2 separate regions of the Mus musculus genome follow, and region 1 is linked to region 2. A link is a contact called in public HiChIP or PLAC-seq data. All regions are on one chromosome and are shown on one strand. Each heading gives the region's core, a stretch centred on a gene start, on an enhancer-like site or on the middle of the called end of the contact. The rest is flanking DNA. Distances are from core to core; before and after follow the strand shown.

Region 1 (6,757 bases), core at 2,944-5,443, 220 kb after region 2:
CTGTTTGAATATTTTAACTTAAAAGATGATTGTCCATTTCTTATTTGTTTTTTATCTTTCCTTTCTTTTCTTATCTTATTTAATTGTTTAAAGTTTTGTACCCATGGAAGGAGTTACAGCAGAGACTGAAGGAATGACCATCCAGAGACTGCCCCACCTGGGGATCCATCCCACAAACAACCACCAAACCCAGACACTATTGTGGATGCCAACAAGAGATTGCTGACAGGATCCTGGTATAGCTGTCTCCTGAGAGGCTCTGCCAGTGCCTGATGAACACAGAAGTGGATGCTCACAACCATCCATCGGACAGAGCACAGGGTTCCCAATGAAGGAGCTAGAGGAAGAACCAGGAGCTGAAAGGGTTTTCAGCAGATTGAGGGAGGCTGACTGGTGCCGGTCCGCGGCACTTCCCAAACCATTCTACCAACTGAGGACTAAGCATCCAAACATATGAGCCTATGGGAGCCATTCTCTCTCAAACCATAGCACATCCCCATCACCCAGCCTTAAAGCCCTCCTTTCTTTCTTCTGATACTCTTTCTCTTGCTAATATTCCCCCTTCTAAAATATCTCCTTCTCATTGCACCCCATCCCCATTCCAGATTTCATACATGACAGAAAATAGGTGGTAACTGTCCTTCTGAGTCTGGCTTATTTTGCTTAACATGATCTCTGGTCCCATCCATTTTTCTACCAATGACACAATTCAGCACTTCTTAATGGCTGAATAATATGTTCTGTATTCATGATGTGTGCCCCATTCTTCCCTCCACCAGTGGGTGCTTAGCATGGTTCCATACTGTAGCTCTTGTGAATAGTTTCATAAGGAATTTGCAAATACTGGTGTTTTACAACGTGATTGATTTTTCAAGGGCCTGCCTAGAAATGCTGTGGCTAAGTTCCCTTTATTTTTGCTTTGCTAAGGAACCTCCAGATTGATTTCCAGAGTGGGCAGACCAATATCCACTCCCCAAACAGTGCACAAAGATTTCTGTTTCCATATCCTCTTCAGAATCTTTTTTTTTTGTAACACTTGAACTATACAAATAATGGATTTTTTTTGGTAATGTTTGGATAAACCGAACTTTAATGATATAATGATATTCACCCACTTAGTCGGACTTGCCTTCTAGTCCATCTTTCCCTTTCTCATCTCTGGTAGATCTCTCTCAGTATCTCTTTTTCCTTTGTGCCCCTTTCCCACTAAATTCCACATGAGAGAATAAAACCTACTTGTCTTTGTGGAACTGCTTTAGTTTGCTTACAATAACCAGCTGATATTACAACCATCCGTGAAACTCACCTGTCATGTGAGTCACTACTGGAGTGGATGTAGCAGGGAAGGATTAGAAAGTGTACCTTGTTGGAGTGTCACTGGGAATGGACTTTGAGGTTTCAAAAGCCCATGTCATTCCCAGTTAGCTCTCTCTGTTTTGTGTTTATGTTTATGGATCAGATGTGAGCTCTAAGCTCCTTCTCCAGAGCCAAGTTTGTTTGCCAGCTGCTGCGCTCCCTGACTTGATGTCTATGGACTCAACCCTCTGGAACTGTAATCTCCAATAAACTCCTTCTTCTACAAGTCGCCTTGGTCCTGGTTCCTTTTCACAGAAATAAGAAAGTAACTAAGACATAATGAATGTGATCAATCTATGTTGCATGCTTTATATGAAGTTCTTATAATGAGACTCACCCGCCTATACTCATACTATAAAAATAGCTAGCATTTCAATTGTAGACAATAATGGGGCTTAGATATACATTACTACCATACACAGCATTCATTGGTCAAACTCAGGGTCCTCACTTCCTTTGTCCAGTACTGATGTTCTATATTCAGGTTGACTTTTAAATTTCCCACCTATGAACATGAATACAATGCATAGTATTTGTGTTTCTGTTTCTGGATTATTTCACTTAACCTAGTGCCCCTCAGTTCCATCAAATGATAGGAATTTGTTCTTTTTTTCCTAACTGAATAGTACCTCATTGTGTACATATGCCACACTCTTGTCCACTGATGGGTAACTAAGCTGACTGTACTGTTCATAGAGCTGCACTAAGCATGACTGTGCAGGTGTCTGGTTTGTTGATTTGAGTTCCTTTCAGTATGTGACCAACAGGGGAAGACCTACCCCATATGTTAGATTCACCTCTAGACCTTTAATTCTTTAGGGTTTTTTATTAGACTAATTTTATATCACAAGGATCCCCAGGTGGGGCAGTCTCTGAATGGTCATTCCTTCAGTCTCTGCTGTAACTCCTTCCATGGGTACAAAACTTTAAACAATTAAATATGATAAGAAAAGAAGGGAAAGATAAATAACAAATAAGAAATGGACAACCATCTTTTAAGTTAAAATATTCAAACAGTAAAAGGCACGAATCCAGAAAAAAGTAGAAAGTATCCACAGTGGATATTCAGTACCTTCGCCTGATTTTTCATGAATTTAGGGATACTTACTATCATATTTAAACAAATGGAAATGTTAATTTTCTGCAAAAGGCCTTTAAAAAGTTAAAAATGTTTTTGTGATATTTTGAGATTGTCATTAACGAGTACTGAAGTTATATTGTTTACACCCCATTTCTCCCTTCTTAAACTCCCCTACGCCTCCACTCCCTCTCACCTTTCTGACTTCTTCTTTAATGATTATTGTAAATATGTAAATAACATAAACATATAAATATAAACATATAACCCACTGTGGTGTTGCTCACATGTGTGCATGTTCAGGGCTAACTACCAGGGATTGGATAGCTTACCTGGCAGCTCTTCCTTGGAGAAGATGCATCTCCCCTCTCTCCGCAGCAGGTAACTCTTCATTTGGGGATGTGGTCTTGTGACATTTCTCTATGCTAGAATGTCTACCAGTGCTTGCATTGTACAGGTCTTGCTTAGGCTAGCATAGTTTGGATATTTTATGGCGTAGCTTTGCTGTAGTACACTAGAAGACACTTTCTCACCTCATACTCTCTGGTCCTGTCTCTTAGAACGTTTCTTTCCTGCTTTCTGTGATTTTCCCTGGGCTTTTGGTATAGGGCTTGTGTTATAGACACCTTTTAAAAAAGCTCCCAATTTTCTTTCTCTTGAGTTTGGGATATCAATGTCCTTCAGGTTTGCCTTCTCTCTCTGCATCATCCTCTATGGTGGCTGCATTGATTTACATTTCCTCCCAGACTGGATAAGAAGTCCTTCTTCAGGTTTCATGGACATTTATGCACTCCCTTTTGACAGCCATTTCATTGGTGGCCGACAATACAGAATATTTATGGACCATTATTAACAATCTGTATTTCTTCTTTTGAAAGCCATCCATAGGGTCAGTTGCCCATTTATAAACTGTATTACTTGTATGTGTGTTTTCCTTATATATTTTGGGCATTGCCCTGGCAGGTGAACAGTTGACCACTTTTTCTGCTCTTATGTGGCATCTCTTCACTTTGGAAATTGCTTCTTTTGTTGTTTTGAAATTTTTAGTTTGGTATAATATTATTTATAAACTTTTGGTTTTGTTTGTTGTGATTTTTTTTTTGGTTCTGTATAATCCAACTAGATTTTAACTTCTGTTAGTTTTTTCCTGATCAATAAAGCTCCATGGTTCAGACATGTCATAGCTCTGAGACTTTGTCACCATGCATATGGCTATGTATGCTTGTGCCTTGATGTGTGTGTGTGTGTGTGTGTGTGTGTGTGTGTGTGAGAGAGAGAGAGAGAGAGAGAGAGAGAGAGAGAGAGAGAGAGAGAGAGAGAGATCTTTGAATGAAAAGCACTATTTCCAGTGGTAATCATAGTAGTCATAGTCTAATGGTCGTTATAGTAGTAGTAAAATTGTGATGTTACAATGCACTGTTATAATAGCTGTACTTACTGAGTATTCATTGAGTACTGATGCATGATAGATACTGACTAAATAACTGATGCTTATTATTTAGGCCTCAAAATTCCAAAAGATCGGTATTATTCGAACAGGACAGGTCACACTGCAAAAATGAAACAAATGAGAAATCTCTGCTGGGATATAAGGTCAGGACTCACCCTGGTCTTTGCTCATAGCTCACAGACTCTATGATTATCCTGCATTCACTGAGTCACTGCTTAGCCCCTTGCCTCTGTCTCTCTGGAGCTCTGTGCTCTTAATATTTTTTTTTAACTCCACAGCTGGAAGCAAAGCATGACAAACAAACATGTTCCAATAACTAAACCAGGCCAGACCCGGCATGCTTTGATCTCATAAATTATTAGCCAAATACAGTCAGAGGTCTGGGTGAGCTTCGAGGTGGGTTTTGAAATGAAGGGAAGCCTGATTGTTTAAGGATCAGCGCCTTCTCAGGCAGGAGAATTTTACTAGTGTTGCATTTCACAGACAAAGCACGAGAGGCTTTGTAGAGATAGGGCTGGAGATAATCATGTTAAGTGAGATGAGCCAGACTCAGGCAAATATCAGCTTGTTTCTCACAGGCAGAATCTAGATTTTCTTAAAATGCATACACGTGACATGAAAGTAGAAGGGGACCTGTGGGTGACAGGAAAAGGAAAGACAAGATAGACTGGTAGATAAATCCGAGCATACATGTAATACATTGATAAAAATCTTTTAAAGGGTTGAAGTTAATCTTTCCAAAATCATAATTGCTTAAGAAATCAATGTGCTTAAGGGAAGCACCTGCGTTGCCTCCTGAGGACAGGGGAGAGAGAATATAGCACGGAGAAATGTTCAGATCAGAGTTGATCTCATGAGTTTAGTTTCTTTCTGGGAAAGTGACCAAGATAGTGTAATGCGAGGCATACATGCTCTCTCTATGGAGACGTTATAGAAAGTAGTATGGGGGAAAAGTTAAAAAGCAATACGAGGAAGGTTGTGAGATATAAGCCTCATAGTAAGATGATATGGGGACTAGACGGACTCAGGCTAGTTCCATATTCTTATCCACCATATATATTCCATATAGTGCTGAGGTGGCTTGCTTGTATCATTTTGAAATAATTGGATTTCACATTTCACTGTATCACTCCTTCACTCAGCTGAGGTTAAAGTTGAATTTTCCTTTTAAGAACTGAGTTATGCATACAGAACCCTTCAACCCTTCTCTGTTTCTCCAACCTGTCTCCCCCAGCTTCCTCTGTTTCACACTGCTTTCCTCTTAATTAGCTATAAAGAGCTGCCCCCTCATGCTGCTCAGGTGACAATTGCAGGGACGCTGCATGACCTGCAGGGGTTATTAACTGTGTCTGTGGTCAAGAGGCAGGAGGCTTGGTAAGGATCCAGGAACCTGCATGAAGCACAATCAATTAAAAAAAAAAAAACCACCTCACCTTTCGGGATTTAACACAATAGACAGACATGTCTACTTGGCTGTGAAGGGAAGCTGTTCATAGTGGTCCTTTATTGTGCTTTGATGGATTCAGCCAAAGAATATATTCCTTGGGGACAGTGAAGTCAGGCGAAATGGGCTCAGCTAACATTAGTCTGAGGCAATATATGGTGGCACTGCCCATAACCCTGGCACTTTGCAAAGGGACTGAGATCTGAAGTCCTCAGACTTGAGGCTATCCTGGGTTAGGTACTATATTGCAGGCAGCCTTATATATCTAAAAAACAAAATAAAAAAAAAAAAAACTACCCAAAGAAGAAAGAAGGACCATAATCAGCATCCAAACGCTGACACCATTGCATACACTAGCAAGATTTTATTGAAAGGACCCAGATATAGCTGTCTCTTGTGAGACTATGCCGGGGCCTAGCAAACACAGAAGTGGATGCTCACAGTCAGCTAATGGATGGATCACAGGGCTCCCAATGGAGGAGCTAGAGAAAGTAGCCAAGGAGCTAAAGGGATCTGCAACCCTATAGGTGGAACAACATTATGAACTAACCAGTACCCCGGAGCTCTTGACTCTAGCTGCATATGTATCAAAAGATGGCCTAGTCGGCCATCACTGGAAAGAGAGGCCCATTGGACTTGCAAACTTTATATGCCCCAGTACAGGGGAACACCAGGGCCAAAAAGGGGGAGTGGGTGGGCAGGGGAGTGGGGGTGGGTGGATATGGGGGACTTTTGGTATAGCATTGGAAATGTAAATGAGTTAAATACCTAATAAAAAATGGAAAAAAAAAAGAAGAAGAAAGAAGGAAAACTATGCACCTCCACGAAAACCCTCGTGTCACTGGGATTCCCACTTTTGTGAATGTTGCTCGTTTTATCTAATGGTTTCTGTGAGGTTTAGCCTCGGGCTCTCACTTCCATGCACACATGTGAACTGGAGAAACCTTTACTGTGGTCAACAGCTCAGAATTACTGTTCTGTAATCCAGAGTTTTCAATTGTGAGGTGCTGGGTTCAGTAAGAAGTGACAGACAGTGCCTTGCTTTGAAGAGTGAGGATTTGGTGGAACGTATGAGAAAGGTTTTGTTTGTTTGTTTGTGTTTGTGTTTGTGTTTGCGTTTGCTTCTGCGTCTGCGTCTGCGTCTGCTTCTGCTTCTGCTTCTGCTTCTGCTTCTGCTTCTGCTTCTGCTTCTGTTTCTGTTTCTGTTTCTGTTTCTGTTTCTGTTTCTGTTTCTGTTTCTGTTTCTGTTTCTGTTTCTGTTTCTGTTTCTGTTTCTGTTTCTGTTTCTGTTTTTGTTTTTGTTTTTGACAGGGTTTCTCTGTTTAGCCCTGGCTGTCCTGGAACTCACTCTGTAGACCAGGCTGGCCTCGAACTCAGAAATTTGCCTGCCTCTGCCTCCCCGATGGGCACATGTAATTGAACTTAGTCA
Region 2 (6,131 bases), core at 1,014-3,513:
GAGAAGGGAAGGAGGGGGTGGGAGTTAGGGGGATGGGGGAGGGACTGTGAGGGGGGCAGAAGGTTGAGTGATTATTTGGAAGAGTTTGGAGGGAAAAAAGGAAAAGAAGAAATGTTGTAATTATACTATAATCTCCAAAATAAAAAATAGAAAGAAAAAAAAATTACTGCTCATTCTATAGTCTGCTGTAAGTTAAACTAGAAATGATCTCAGACAGAATCCTACAGACCTAGTGACCACTGGTCCTCAGGAGGGGTTTCTTAAGCTCCTCCCCGCACACGCACTCTTTCAACTTAGGTTGGTATCCTAGCAAAATAGATTTGGGCAGGATTATCACAACAGGCCAGCAGTGAGTGATGTGCTGTGGGAGATGGGACAGGCTGGCTACCAAGGGATCTTGCCCTGGGAGGATTCTGATGTGATTCGGGATGCAGTTTATGCACAAGAAGAGTCGAGACTGTCAGAGTTACACTAATGCCGTGGAGTATACACTTTGCAAAGAGATATATAATCAGGGGAGGGATGAGATATAAAGACCCACGGGATAGGTAGAAAGGAAAGGTTAGTGGTAAGGAGCTCCAGACAGTAATTGCCTCATACTTGTGGCATATCATTTGGATTTCTAATAACACTTATTACTATTGATACTTCATAATATTTAATGTTGTATTTTGCAATTAAATGTCAAGGGAAACAAATCCTTTCATTAACACAAGACGATATTAGCCATGTATGGCAGCAGACACCTGTAAACCCAGCACTTGGAAGATGGAGGCGGTGTATCCAAAGTTCAAGGTCAGCCTAGGGTGCACAGCACGATCCTGTCTCCAAAATATTAAGAGCTAGAGTTGCAGTCCAGGGATTTAGTGCTTGCCACCAGAAAACAAAAACAAAACAAAACAAAAAACCCCTCTTCAACCCTGTTTAACACGAGTAGGTGTTCTGGGTGGATCACACAGCTGCCTTGCATTTCTGTAGTCTCTCTGCTACAGCTGTTAAGAGTAAATGCTGACTAACCTGTGGAGATCTTAAAATAAGACAAAACAAAACAATCATACCTTGGTCCCACCTTTCTAGGGCCTAGACCTGCTTATATATGGCAGGAAAACAAACAAACAAACAAACAAACAAACAAACAAACCCTCAAACCAACCAACCAACAAAAAAACCTATCACCTTGATTGTAGCCCAGCTAACCATGGAAGTGCATCTCAGCTTGAAGTAGCTTGAGTTTTAAAACTTTCTTCTTGGAAGAATAATTGTAATGAGCATAGTAAAGAAAAGAGTCTTTTAGACATGTAAAAATAGCTTAGTCAGGATCCCCACCACACCCAAGGCTGCATCTAATAACCGGACTCAGTGACATCACTCACTCAGGATAACCAGACACAGCCCTAGAACCCTATGACACTCACTGGATGGTATATTAGCAGACACCAAGAGCAATGCTCGTCTCTGCACATCTGGAGAGACGTCACCTTGATCTGCCTTGCGGTTGAAGAGTCTCCCTCAGGATCCTGACCCTTGAATCAAATACTAACACTGGACCTGACCTTTAGCTAAGTCGATCAGGTGAACAGCTTTGGGGAGATAGGATTAGGACCTTAGTTAGGAATTTAGGGTATGAACTTTGTGTAATAACCCTCAGCATAATAAAGTGTAACTGTTGCTATACTAACTATATGTATCTATCTTCTTGCCTGCAACAGTAATGTAGTATCAAAACGGTGGAGATATTTAGTATCGAATACTAAGCTTTCAAAAGAAACCTGCTATCATTGCTATGTACTTTGGTGCAAATATTGCAGTGGTAATAAACAAGTAGGTGGCATTGAAAAAAAGAGTAGATGCTGTGATTGCCATCTTACAGTTTTACATTTCTAGGTTTCTGCCATCCAGAGAGTTTCTGTAGAACCAAACCCTGGAGGCCTGAAAATCAACTCCAGCTTCACCTTTAACGTCTGTGACAATTTTGGTTTCAGTTTTCAGAACTTAACGGTTCTGAGTCTTGACTCAGGACACTTCTGGAAATCATCCTCAATTTATTGGTTTAGCCCTAGGTATAGGCTTAAATTTTCTCAACCCTAATTTTAATAATGGTTCTTACATGCTCGAACCTCCCTTCTAGCTCACTACCCACCAGAGGTAGTGGAAAAGGAAGGTTATTAAGGTACAGGGGAAATGGACCTGTTTAAAGATTGTTCTTTGGAGCAAACCCCATCTGCATTATCAGGAAATCAGTAGTTCAGTTCATAGGTCAGCAGCGGCAGCTTGATCTGCTCACAGACACTTCACAAATAGATCAGCAGTCCAGTTCAGTAGTGTCATGACCTAGCAGAAAGAGTTGGTTCTTAGCTGAATTGGATGGATTCAGCAGGAGGGATTAGGACCCGCAAGGATAACAGGGGAAATTCTTTGCTGTGCCTCTCTCAACAAATCAGAAATTAGGAAAGACACAAGATAAAGAAACAAGCAAGCCCCTTATCACTGTCCCTTAGGTCCTATTTATACTCCCTCCAAACATCACATGTTCTCCATGGGTCTTGCCTCAATACATGAGTCTGTCTTAGCCTCATCATGTGTCTTGCTCAACACATGAGTCTGTCTTAGCAAAATTCCAAGAGAGTCTATATCAGCTGACATCACTCTGCTAACTGATCTAAGTCTGCAGAAGTGGCAAGAAGCCACAGGAACCTTATGAAAAGTTTTTGGGGTGCATTTCTTTCTATGGAGTCACAACAAATGGAGCTCAAAAAATGTGCATGTAAGGAGAACCAATACGGTGCATGTCATTAGCGAAGAGTCCTTCATCATTCGACCTTTCACATGCTTGCCTTAGCGAAACATCCTTTCATCTGTGTCTACTTCAGCTAAATGTTCCTTCACCTGTCTGCTTTGGCAAAACACCAAGTAACACAATCGACTTTCCAAAGAATCTAGATGTTTCCACTTCACCCAGGCTTGACAGTTGTTTTAAGAGTAATACTTTTGGTGATTAAGTATTCTTTCTATTAAAGAATTGTACATTAACAAGAAATTAAATTCTGAAGGTTTAAATTTTAGAATGTAAATTATAATTAATAATCTTGAAGGATTTTTAATGAAAATTGAGATTACTATTTCAGTTATTCATATATTTATATATTTGTAACTACCTATAATAAATGTATATATAATTGTAACTGAAATTGTGTATTTGAGGCAATGAGTACTGTGAAATCCAGTGATCTAGCACCATCTTAGGACAGAACTTCTAGAATAGTGAATTTAAACTTTTAAAATTATGTATTTGGGCCTAGGGAATCAGTTTACTCCCTCCTGTTAGCAATCACCGACTGATGCCTAGCACAAAAGAGGTTTAGGGTTCTGTTTGAAATGGTTTGCTGAGAGGCAAGGCTCAGTATTAGGCACAACTTGTCTATGTTTCAGGATTAAGAATAAATACAGCAAAAGTCAGGAAACACAGATGTTTTCCCCATTCCTAATATTTTGGAGCATGTTGAACTGATTGTCTAGCAAAAGAGCAAGAAGTATAGTTGAGAATGTCAGGGAATGTAAATTAATTTGATCACTACGGAAATACATATGGTGGTTCCTAAAAATGAATCTGAAATTGGACATAGTGTTCCATGCCTAGAGTCTCAGCACTTGGAAGATCAAAGCAAGGAGATCGCTGATAGTTCAAGGCCAGCCTTGGTGGTAACGTAGTTAATTTTGAACCAGGCTGGGCCACATAAGACTATTCAGGAGAGAAATCACACAAAGGGCCAGAGAGATGAGCCAGTGGGTAAAGGCACAAGCCATCATGGCTGATGCTTATTTCCAAGAATTCACAGGGTAGAGGGAGAGAACAAATGCCAACAAAATGTCCTCTGACCTCCTCATAGCCACATGGCACACATCCAGATGGCGTACATGCGTGTGGTATATAGCCAAAAGATCCAGCTCAGCATCAGTAGAGATGTGTACATGGCCCACACTTAGCACAGTGCTATTCCCAATAGAGATGTGTACATGGCCCACACTTAGCACAGTGCTATTCCCAACAGCAAAGTTAGGCAGTCAACTTAGCTGCCCATCACAGAGGAAGGAATAACTAAAGTGTACTGGATATGCACCATGATGCATTGCATAGCTATAAATAGGAATGAAGTCAGGACATCTGCAGGGAAATGAGTTGATCATCATGTGTCTTAGCTACTTTTCTATTTCTGTGACAAAACACCATGGCCAAGGCATCTTATAAAAGAAAACATTTAATTTGGGGCTCATTTGGCTGTGATGGCAGGGAGCGTGGTAGAAGGTAGGTAGACATGGTATTGGAACAGTAGCTGAGAGCTCACATCCATCAGCAAGAGACACAGAGAGAGGGTGGTGGAGTGAGGGGAGAGAGAGAGAGAGAGAGAGAGAGAGAGAGAGAGAGAGAGAGAGAGAGAGAGAGAGAGAGATCTAACTGGGAATGATGTGAGCTCTTGAAATATCAGATCCATCTGCCCCCAGGGACACACCTTGCTAACAAGGTCACACCTCCTAATCCTTCCCAAACAGTTATGCTAACTGGGGATCAATCATTTAAACACAGGAGCCTACAAGGGCCATTCTCATTCAAACCACTGCATCCTGTGAAGCAGTAAGACAGGTTCCCAAAGACAGCCATGTTTGATTTTCTTGTATAAGTAGAACCTAGGATGGGAAGAAAAAGGACCCCAAGGTGGAAAGAGAAATAGTGAGCATGTAAAAAGGGAGAGGGAAGGAGAGGAATGGGATAAGAAAGATTAATAAAGGAAGTAAATATGGTTAAAGATTCATTTATATGCAGAGATAGAAACCTCGTTGTAGAGTTGACAGATGCTAATGGATAAATTGTCTAGAGATTTCGCAGTGAACATGGGCACTCTGGGACCTAGCGCTGGATCGATTCTGAGTTATCCAGGAAGAGTGAGGTCATTGAGGTACTTCCTCACCAGCTCTCTGTAGTTATCAGGTAATAGCTGCTTCTAGAAGTTATTGCCCTGGCACCTTCAGCCTTCCTCAGGTTTGATAAGAGAGAACACTCAGGCAAATGTGGCCAGTTGGTGTTAGACTGGAATACTTCAAAGTGCTAAGACTAATGGTGATGGCTGTATCATCACCAGGACCCATTGCAACTCTCTAGATCTGTCATATTCTTCTATATTTTCCTTCAGGCAGTTGTCAGGCACTGGTCTTCTGGAAATCAAGGGAAAAGAGGACACAGTGCAATTCTTTAGAAAATACTCTAAGTTAACAAAGAGCATCCTAATAATGTCAGTTACCAGAAGGCTACTGAGGATGCCTGTGGCAATTGCACCATACTTTCTCGTTTGCTTGATTTTAGGGACTTGAAACATTTTCAGGTAAATAGTGTTTGTAGACTCAAACAAGTGTGTGTGTCAGCCAACGGGTAGGTGGATATATTCTCGGTTACACATCAGCCTTCAGCCTTTGAAAAAGGTGGGTCAGTACCATTGCTAAGAAACAGAATCTGGTATTAGTCATGGCTTATTTGATGAATTTGAATTTGGAAAAGTTAAGTGACTGTACTGTAGAGTGATTTTTTTTTTTAAAGACCAGATGAACCTGGGAAGTGTATTAACATAGCATCAAGCCCATGGTAGCTACTCAATCAGTTCTGGGTTCATAGGGGTCCGTTTATCAGTTGGTATATAGTGGGTGTTTGTGGACATTTTTTTCCCTAAATATTATTATCTAAATAAACATGCACAGCAGCTATGTGTTTCTAAACCCTGGTCCTGCCCTACATAGGCCTTGCCTCTACTCACCACCCTGTATTTTGTTAGAAAATCTGCTTCTCTGGACCTCAGGCTGCTTCCGAGATCCTCACAGAGGCAAACTTGTCTAGTGCTCTTGTAGGCACATTCAAGTCAGGAACGGAGAAGAGTCCAGTACTTGATCTTGTGAACAGTTAGGCAAGGCAGGAACCCTTAGGGACAAAGTCCCACATTAAGTCCGTATCAATCAAAGCATCTTTCCATTTGGTTTCAGTTAAAGCACTTTTTTGGGGGGGGGGGGGGGAAGAAGCCTCACAGGGGCCATTAGCATTCTTGTTCCTTGTCTTTAAGACAAGGTTTCAGGTTTCAGCATGAAAAGAA

What was found. HiChIP or PLAC-seq counts read pairs in DNA pulled down with a chosen protein or histone mark.
Region 1: a contact with region 2 is called in an H3K27ac HiChIP or PLAC-seq map of hepatocytes, with 5 times the contacts expected there. The contact joins two enhancer-like sites. A contact is called at or near these places in 2 of 484 Hi-C or Micro-C datasets (adipose-derived mesenchymal stem cells and myocytes) and 1 of 115 datasets of contacts at active chromatin or transcription factors (hepatocytes).

What each region holds. Positions count from the first base shown.
Region 1 is chr7:40,054,813-40,061,569 of GRCm38.p6, forward strand. No RefSeq gene overlaps it. Among named protein-coding and RNA genes, the nearest start is that of Gm34052, 190 kb to the left of the region's middle. Within about 2 kb of position 4,194, at least 1 of the 459 cell types and tissues checked has an H3K27ac peak or open chromatin away from gene starts, as enhancers often do. A contact at or near this core is called in hepatocytes, where this site is marked.
Region 2 is chr7:39,839,943-39,846,073 of GRCm38.p6, forward strand. No RefSeq gene overlaps it. Among named protein-coding and RNA genes, the nearest start is that of Gm34052, 21 kb to the right of the region's middle. Within about 2 kb of position 2,264, at least 3 of the 459 cell types and tissues checked have an H3K27ac peak or open chromatin away from gene starts, as enhancers often do. A contact at or near this core is called in hepatocytes, where this site is marked.